Linked DNA regions of Zea mays: regions 1 and 2 are each linked to region 3. A link is a contact called in public Hi-C data. All regions are on one chromosome and are shown on one strand. Each heading gives the region's core, a stretch centred on a gene start, on an enhancer-like site or on the middle of the called end of the contact. The rest is flanking DNA. Distances are from core to core; before and after follow the strand shown.

Region 1 (3,239 bases), core at 168-2,667, 390 kb after region 3:
GGAGGGGAAGCGAGGCAAGGAAAAAGGAGAAGAAATGTTTTTTTGGCTTGCTATGTATTCCATCACTACTTTCTCTCTCTCGGCCCCACGCTGCAACGCACGGACACCCACCTATTTGTACATAAGTTATCGTAGTATTCTATGTTTCCGTTGCAACGCACGGACACCCACCTAGTTATATTTACTTTCCTTGTTCATCTATTACATCTTCATACTTTAATCAATTGAAAGATGAATATGAAGCTCGATTTAATTATGTTGCCTTGTTTTTTATATCTCGAAGGTATCAAAAGTGTGTGGCCAACACTTTTCTTATAACACATATTTTGTACATAAGTTATCATGTTATTATATATTTCTATTGTAACGCATGTGTATTCACCTAGTTAATATATATGTGCATTCCTCTACAAGTACTCTAGCCACAACCAGAGTGATGTATTTTAACAAGGGGTGGAAGGAAGGGGCAATGATGTCTTTTTTTTGGCTTAGAACTACGGTGGTGGCATGTTGGCATGCATGCATGGCTATCTACGACCGCAAATGGTAAATGTGTTGATGAACTCTTTATCTCGACAATTATATAAAGGATAAACTAAAAGTGGCTTAAAACATGTAAAAGTGGCTTAAAACATGTAATAGTTTGACTCGGCTCGCTGCGGCTCGGTCAAGTAACGAGTCGAGATCGACTCGACTCGCTTCTCTGACGAGCTTGAAAAGTTGGATTGTCTTGGCTCACGAGCCGCCTTACCGAGACAACGACCCTGACCATAAGCATGAAATCTCTCTTCAAAATATAATATAAAATCTCAAAAATAATTTAAGTAACACATTTTATATTATTAAAATAAATATAATATTATTATAATATAAAAAATAGGTTAATATAAAAAATAGTAAAAATTGGCTTGGTTCTTCATCTCTAGGAATCCGGTAAGGTACTTTTAGAATACCAATGTGTATAATAGATTAATATTATTAAATTTAAGTAAAAAAACTACGTTTTATGGAAATGTAAGAATGAAAGAGAAAGAAAGAATCCACAGTTTATTATCTTTATTTTTTATTTTATAAGAATACTATAGATTCTATTAATATATAGATTGAAATATTATACATATAATATAAAGAACGTAAGATAGATTGAATAAAGAAAAAAGGATAAACAAAAAGGGATAAAGGATCTATCGTTCTATGAATCGAGCCACCGAGTCGCTCTGGCTCGTCGAACTCGAGTTCTTTTCTTTTCGGCCCTAACCGACGGCGACCACACGAGACCCGAACGGTCACATTTAGCACACTCTCCAGCCGACCTGTGGGCCTCGTGCGTGTGCGTGGTGTAGACTGCTCAGCTGACCGGCCCGTGGTTTATATTGCCTCTCTGGCTCGCGTATTTTCCGGTACACCCATTTTCTCCTGCAAAGATTCTTTATAACCATTTTGACGGTGGTGAGCCCGAAGCCAGCGAAAACCATCAATCCCATTCCTCTCCTCCGCTAGTAGCCGCCAAATCGACGAGAAGGAGCCGAGGCCAGGCCTCCACCAAGTATCAGATTCCACGCCCTACGAATCATCGCAATGGTGAGTATTCGCCCGCGGCGGCCCCGTCGAGCTATGTGTGGCTTACTGCTCGCATAGCCTCTTCCGCCGTGGGCTTGGATTGACGGCCCGGTTGTTTGCTGAGGTGAGGTCCTGCTGTGTGTGTGTTTTGTGCAGACGAAGAAGCAGCGGAGGGAGGCGGGGGCGATGCGACGGCGAGACCGACACCACCATCACCGGCGGCAGCCGCGGGACGAGCGCTGCGTTTCCTGCACCACGTTTAACATCCTGGCGCCGATCTACAAGCGCATGGACAACGAGGTGGGTTGGATCTTGCTCTGCTTTCCCTTTTGACGGGGAATCTATTTAGTTAGTTTTGGTTTGGTAGAAAATTCTGGCTCGTAGTATATTGACGGTCGGTGTTTGGCATTGGGAGCAGAATTGCAGGGAGAGCCAGTACAGGGCCTACTGGTTCAGCCGCAACGAGAAGATTATTGACCGCCTTCTCGCTGATCACTCCTCCATCATCTGCCTTCAGGTGAGCTGAATCTAGCTATTATTCGGCTCTTTGATCATGTCTGGGATGTGAGCCATCAGTAAATATGATTCTTGTAACAGGAGGTATGGTTGGGGAACGACGAGCTGGTCGACATGTACCAGAAGCGTCTGGGAGACGCCAATTACATGCTCTTCAAGCTTGCACGCACCAACAATCGTGGAGACGGTGAGCCCTGATTACTCATTTAAGCTTGAGCCTGGAAGGATGAGGAAACAGATATTGTGCTGTGTTGTTGCTGCCACCGGCTGTTTGTGCAAACTGTTTTTTGTTTGTATTTTGAAGGTTCATACAAATATAAAATAATTTATTGATCTAGGAAATCCTGATCATAGGCTATAATAAGAGGTGACATTTCCGGGACTGTGCTTTTGAAGGGGACAATGGTAGGAATTCGACTTCGCCACTGTGTCCCCTTTTCGAAACCCAAAGTGAATTGATGTTGGGGTTGATGGTCTCTTTGTGTTGAATACCACTGTTGATGATGTCTAAAATGATTATCATTGTATTGTGACACCTATTTCCCTTTCCAGTGTGGATAATGGCTTTGCCAAATGCCTATGGTGTTGACATCTGTGGTGATTGTCAATTAGTATGGGATCTATGTTCTCTTCCTGAATGTTTTGAAAATGCACATAGACAGATTTGAATTTGATGCCATGTAATGCACCTTGGTGTTTTGTTTCCTTAAAGATGAATTTCTATGCAGGTCTTCTTACTGCTGTACATAGAAACTACTTCAACGTTTTGAATTATAGGGAACTGCTGTTCAATGACATCGGTGATCGGGTAGCTCAGCTGTTGCATGTGGAATCAGCGATGCCATTCTTACAAAATCGAAGCACCAGCTGTGTCCACCAGCAGAGCCTCATTGTCAACACTCATTTGTTGTTCCCTCATGATCACAGCCTTTCAATAGTTCGCTTAAGACAGGTAGAGACATTATTCTTTTCTACATCTAAGCATAATGTTTGCAATATTTCAGTAGGATTCCTAAACATTTAGTGGTGTAATTGGCAGGTATATAAGATCCTTCAGTATATTGAGGCTTACCTAGAAGAGCATAAACTTGGTCCACTGCCAATCATCCTTTGTGGGTCTGTATCTAGTGTGCACAGTAATTTATAATTTCTTTGGATTCTAC
Region 2 (3,064 bases), core at 358-2,857, 260 kb after region 3:
ATCTATATATATATATATATATATATATATATATATATATATATATATATATATATCTTGATGCATAGCAAATTCTATTTAGCAAAAAAAAAGTCAAAGCAACATAATTTGGAACGGAGGGAGTACATTGTAATGGCATGGTGAGTACAAAAGGTTGGAGTGTGGATTGTTGGACTATGAAAATTGGGCAATCTAGAATTAAAATCTAGTTGTTCATTACAGACACGGGTTATGAAAAATGATCCAATTTACCTTACTCCTCAGGATAGGTTTTTCCAACACTACTCCCTTGGCATCACCATTGCCATCAATCAGCAGATTTTGTGCCATCTGCTCAATTATAGCATCTTCCCTGTCACCACCATCATCTTGTTCATCATGTCCAGCAAATCTAATCTTACTCTTTTCATATGACACTTCAAACTTACTTGCCTCCACTACCCCTTCTTCATCAATTCCATCCTCCAAAACTACTTTCCCTATTCTGCCTCCTTCCAAACCACTCGCTTGATTCTCCGTAATTTCCACTGGAACTGAACTGCCAGCAGGTATTGTCAAATGGTGCACCTCCTTCACCAGTGCCTTACCAGATGTGTAATGGGCATTCACATTTGGCAGCTTCCGCGAAGCATAGCCCTTGTCCTCCCTAAGACCCTGCCACCTCTGCTCCCTTTGTAGCGGATTGGTTAAGCGGGATTCATGCTTGCCATGACCACCATGTGGTGCCCTGCCTTCCTGGACGGGAGGCATGTACTGATCTACATGGAGCCTCCTGCCACCTAAGATAGGAAGTGTATGCTGCTCTCCAATTGGCATCCTGCCAAACTGTCCATTGGCATTGATCTCAGGCGGGGTCCGTGACAAAAAACGATCTTGCTGCTGTTCCCTGTAAAACTGCTCTCCGTGTCCATGAGGCATTCTGCCAACCGGATCACGAACATCTGCAAGAGCCGGAACGAAATCCACGGGACGAGGATTGTACTGCTCCTTACGCAATACCACACCAGATGCACTCCGCGCATCACGGGCAGCAGGAAGTGGATGCGACGGCTTGCCAAACCCTGGAGGCGGCGCCCCCGACCGAGGCCTCTCCGCCCTAACCGCATCCCCAGATCCGAACCCTCTACCGCCAAGAGCAGCGAAGGGGTCCCCTGGAGCGAATCGGGGATCCGAGAATCGGGGTTGCTGCTGTACGTGCGTGGTCGAGGTGGAGGACCACCCGAAGTCCCCTCCTTGCGTCTGCGCCGATGCGGCGAAGAGAGGCCCCACGGCGGCGACGGCAGGGTCACTAAAGAAGTGGTGCGCCCCCGGGGCAACGGGGGACGGGGCGAGGATTTCCTCTCGCGGGTGCGCAGAAGGAGGGTTTTGGAGGAGGCGGAGTAGGAGACCGCCGTCGAAAGACGCCGGTGAGGTGTGTGTGGCAGTGGATGGCGAGGCTGACGTGGGGCGGCCGCCACTGCGACCGGAGGAGTCGGCCATCGGGGGCGGCGAGGACCTGGGCCTCTGTGACGATATTTTCCCAGCTTTGGTACCTTCTCGTTCTATTTTTCATGATACTGCCCTGGTAGTCGGAATGGAGCAGCCGTTTTCCAATTGTTTGTTGATAAAAAAAAGGGAAATTTGGATCCATACCATTAAAAGATCATCACTTTGGATCCATACCATTACTATCTCACTTACATGTGGGTCCACATGAGTCAATGACATATGGGGTCCATGGTATATATCTAAAGTTTGGATCTTTTAATGGTATAGATCCAATTGTTCCTAAAAAAATGAGCCCCTGTACATTCCGTCTATGGGCCTGTATAAAAAAAATGAGCTGTCTATCTCATCTTATCTATATCATCTTATATCTAAGCCGCTACGTATCTCGTCTATCTCATCTTTTATTTCAAACTTCACTCTAAATATTATTATCTACGGTATAAAACACATTGTTTTACAAGATCTGCTAGATATAGTCTAATATTTTTCTTATTAAAACCCACACAAGTTTAGGATGTTGTTTGTGCTTCGGACGCGTGCTCACATCCTCCTCTAGACCCATCGTTTTTATCAAATAGAGCTATGAGCGTCCGTGTCATGTTTCCTCCTGGACTCTCCCTCTCTCATATTGACTACTTCTCCCTTCTAGATCTGCCTCCTCCCTCACGAGGAGGCGCGGAAGCAGCAGTTGCATCTTCAGCAGCATGCGAGGGCAGGAGCTAAAGGGAGGAGACGCTCGAGAGGAGGCGGATGGCGGTGGCGGTGGCGTGCCAGGTGAGAAGCTCGTTACCGAGGGCAGTTAACACGGAACATGTGGCCATGAGGTAGCCGCCTTAGCTCATCGTCGGAGGAGGAGGACGTACGCAGATGGGCGCAGATGAGGGGGAGATCCGAGCGGTCGAATCTCAGACGGGCGATCGGGATTAGGTTAGGTCTTATTAAATCTGGGTCATCCAATCTCAGACGGACGCCTGGGATCTAACGGCCAGCCTAGGCTAGGTCCCTCGACCACCAGCGGTGGCGCCGCTCGTGTCCACAACGGAGGCCCGCCAGAGATGAGGGCGCGAGCACGCTGGGGCCCGCTGGGACGCCGAAAAGGGCTCAGGGAGATTCAGGGCGGTGCGGCGAACACGGCTAGGGGCACAGCACCGGCACAAGGGCGCTGGAGGGGGCGGTTCACGGTGAGGCGGCACGGCGGCGGCGCAATCCTACTCCGGTGAGCAATCGCGCACAACCAAGGGCAGACCAGGGGGAAATAGGGGAGGGGCTGGGTGTTTACCTCGAGAGGAGACTCCGAGACCCTTGAACGGTGATAGGGACACGACGAGGGCCTGGATCGAGGGCGGCGGTCCTCCGGCTACACGAGGGAAAGCTCTGGTGAGCACGGGCAGATAGAACCAGAGGGGAGAGGGCAAATGGAGGCGCATCTCGAGTTGCGGACACCGAGGCGGAACTCACCGAAGCAATGGGCACAGCGAGGCCTCAACGACGGCGGCATAACAGACGTGAGGGCGCGGTGAACTATGACGGCCCTTCGAGCTCGGGGAAGAGGCAGCGCACGAGCGAAGGCGAGCTG
Region 3 (3,064 bases), core at 458-2,957:
GCCAAGCACCTCGGTCGAGTAACTCCATAGAGAGTCGCGGATCTTCTCCACGCGCAAGTGGTGCTCCACTTCTGGCTCCTCTCGGATGCTCCCCTCCGTCTCCACTATCGAGCTTCCGGTCGAAAACGCCGTGGGCCTTGTTCCCTCCGGTACACGGTGGCGGCCGTGACACAAACGCGGTTGTCACGGTCTCGCAAGACTCTCGCCCCACTCGGTACAATTACAACGGCTCGTGCAAGAGCCAAGGGGTTGTGTGGTTTGTCTAAACTCACTCAACTAACTAGGTTTCACCTAGAGCAAGCGCTAATGCGGTCTAACTAACCTAAGCACTTCGCAAAGCACCTACGCTAATCACCGAGTGATTCTATTAAGCACTTGGGTGTAAGAGCACTTGGGGATGTCTACTATATGCCTTGGTATGTCTCTTGGGCTCCCACACATGGAAATGGCCGGTTGGGGGTGTATTTATAACCCCCAACACAATTCTAGCTGTTGGACAAAAGCTGCTGCTCTCTGCAGCACACTGGACAGCGCACTGTTCCTTGTCCGGTGTGCCTAGCCGTTACCCTAACACTGCAGTTGACCGTTGGCGCCGCAGACTTTTCACACCAGACAGTCTGGTGCTCTTTCCTCCACAGTGCCACCTAGAACTAGTCGTTGGGCTTCGGTTCCCTAGTGCACCGGATAGTCCGGTGCTCCTCGCACAGACAGTCCGCAGGCAACACATGCTTCTTCTCTTGGACTCCACTTGATCTTTATAATGTCTATTTTGTGGTGTTGCTTTCCTCAATGTCTTGGTCCAAGTTACTTTAGCATCCTGTGAACTACAAATATAAACACTAGTAAACACATTAGTTCACAGGTTGTGTTAATCATCAAACATCAAAACTCATTGAGCCAAATGGCCCGGGGTCCATTTTCCTTACAAATTCTTTTGCCCTTGCCCTTGATTTGTTTTTCATTCTCGCTCTCACTTATATTTTCACAAATTGTAAAGATAAACAACATACTCAGTTTCTTTGTGTAGAGGTCCTTGTCGGACTTAGTGTCCCCGCTGAAGAGAAGAAAAACTCGATCGATCTCCATGACTATTTGAGAGAGGAAAAAGGTTGAAAGAGACCCGTACTACGTGGACCCCTCAACGGAGAGTAGGTTCTTTGAAATCGAACCACGGGAAACAAATCACCCACATCTTTGTGTTGATCCTCATTTGCAATTTGGTTGTTCCTCTCCCTCCTCTCTTGCACTTGATTCCATATCAATTAAGTTACTCTCTGAAGTAATCCGCAATCATTTGAGCGACTTGTGCAAAGAGAACTCTTTCCTCCGCACTCCGATTGTTTCTATTCTTGTTGTAACACTAAGCCAGTATTAAAGTTATGTCTATCTAAGTTTATAAAATTTAGATTTCATGTATTCACCTCATATAGTTTACTTTCAACCGCTAGGCCCGATGCCCGGCTGTCCCGCTCACAACATCATGTGGGAACGACGCTGTCACGCCATCCGGTGCCTGCTCCCACTGGCTAGGCTACAGTCTGGTGCTTGAACAAAAAAACGGTTAAGAGGGTCACACTGATGGTGTTTGCATGAAGAGTGCTTAACCCAAAAAAAAAGCACCCTGAAAACAGTTCACAAAATTCGCATTGCCATGGTTCCCAAACCAACCTCAAGAGGAGACTATAAATACCAAGTGCCATCCGGGTCTTAGATGCACAACACAACGCTTATATTACTTACAACAAAAGATAAGCCCACGAATCAGTAGATCGAGGTCCCGCCCAGTCCAGCAGAAGCGCACACGGAGATGTCCCAGCTGAGCCCTGCTGGCCACATGGCTGCGACGCTCCTCCTCATCCTCCTGGCCTCCGCAGCAGCAGCAGCGGTGTCAGCTGACCAACAGGTCTCTGCCTGCCAGAATGACATAGACGCACTGTGGCGCAGCTGCAAGCAGTTCGTCCAGAAGGAGGGGCCCAAGATGCCTCCGTCCGAGGACTGCTGCAAAACCATCAAGGCCTTAGACGCGCACGCGTCCTGCATCTGCGACTACGTCGGCTCCCCGGACGCCAGGAATAAGCTAGACCTGGACAAGGTGTTCTTCGTTACCAAACAGTGCGGCGTCACCGTCCCCAAGGGCTGCGGTGAGTATAATAGCTTTAGCTGGGCATGGCCAATGATCATTTGAGAACGACAATGACATGCTGGCCCGCTCACAGTAGCAGCCAGAGAGGGTCCTGCATGTCGATGTCAGTCAGCTCATGCTCCACGTGGCGTGATCATGGTGGAATAATATTCTGTCATCAATCAGACAAGTAAACAGACAGGGATATTTACAAGCATATGAAAACAACCTACTCAGCAGCAACTCATGTGAAGATCAAGACTTGCTTACCTGTGACCTGATGACTTTTTACCACTGCACCTGCACAAAAAATAAACCGTTAGATTTTTAGATCTCAGGTAGTTATGGGCTATATACATAGATTAAGCATTATAGATCTCGTCTGTTACCATCGCTTTTACTGCCCTCATTTCGTGTCCCTTCCACTGCAGGATCAAAGCAGGACTGAAGAGCGGCTGAATCTGAATGGAGCAAGTTGGCTAACATACGCACGGCAGCTACAAATACTTATAGGAATAAATAAAGTTGGTCAACTGTTGGTTTCATGGTGTTGGAGTACAACAACTGTACTGTTCTTATCCTCATATATGATATATGAACTCTAGTTCATCACATAATATAAATCTGTAAGAGAGCCCAGAAACATAGATGGCTCATGGGACAGCTGGAGAGGCTTATTTTCTTTCTACCATCCAGTTTCTGATTCAACATAAACAAAAGCGAATAAAAAACATGTAAAAATATGCATATTCAAAACCAGCATACTTACAATTTGGATTTTATTCCACAGAGAGACTGATTGCTCAAGTTTAAATCAGTCAACTGTTTGGTCTTCTTCCATAATAATTTCTCAAACTACTTAAAGACTGAAATTTTGACACCAACATGTGGGCTCCAGTATGCATAATTGTATTGAACAAATGCTGCAAACGCGGAGAACAT

The links. Hi-C and Micro-C count contacts between places; a contact is called where the count stands out from the background.
Region 1: a Hi-C map of tassel shows a contact between it and region 3, with 3 times the contacts expected there. The contact joins the promoter of LOC100192933 here to the promoter of LOC100282493 in region 3. A contact is called at or near these places in 4 of 25 Hi-C or Micro-C datasets (bundle sheath, ear, endosperm and 1 more).
Region 2: a contact with region 3 is called in a Hi-C map of endosperm, with 2.6 times the contacts expected there. The contact joins the promoter of LOC103626268 here to the promoter of LOC100282493 in region 3. A contact is called at or near these places in 9 of 25 Hi-C or Micro-C datasets (bundle sheath, ear, endosperm and 4 more).

Annotation. Positions count from the first base shown.
Region 1 is chr5:41,293,958-41,297,196 of Zm-B73-REFERENCE-NAM-5.0, forward strand. It overlaps LOC100192933, which reads left to right and starts at 1,418. Exons shown (of 11, transcript NM_001138115.1): 1 at 1,418-1,581; 2 at 1,717-1,860; 3 at 1,979-2,077; 4 at 2,158-2,263; 5 at 2,805-3,028; 6 at 3,116-3,192. The coding sequence starts at 1,579.
Region 2 is chr5:41,165,896-41,168,959 of Zm-B73-REFERENCE-NAM-5.0, forward strand. LOC103626268 (UTP:RNA uridylyltransferase 1) reads right to left here and starts at 1,608. Exons shown (of 6, transcript XM_008646661.4): 1 at 253-1,608. The coding sequence starts at 1,479.
Region 3 is chr5:40,904,418-40,907,481 of Zm-B73-REFERENCE-NAM-5.0, forward strand. LOC100282493 reads left to right here and starts at 1,708. Exons shown (of 2, transcript NM_001155402.2): 1 at 1,708-2,141; 2 at 2,554-2,878. The coding sequence starts at 1,808. The coding sequence ends at 2,570.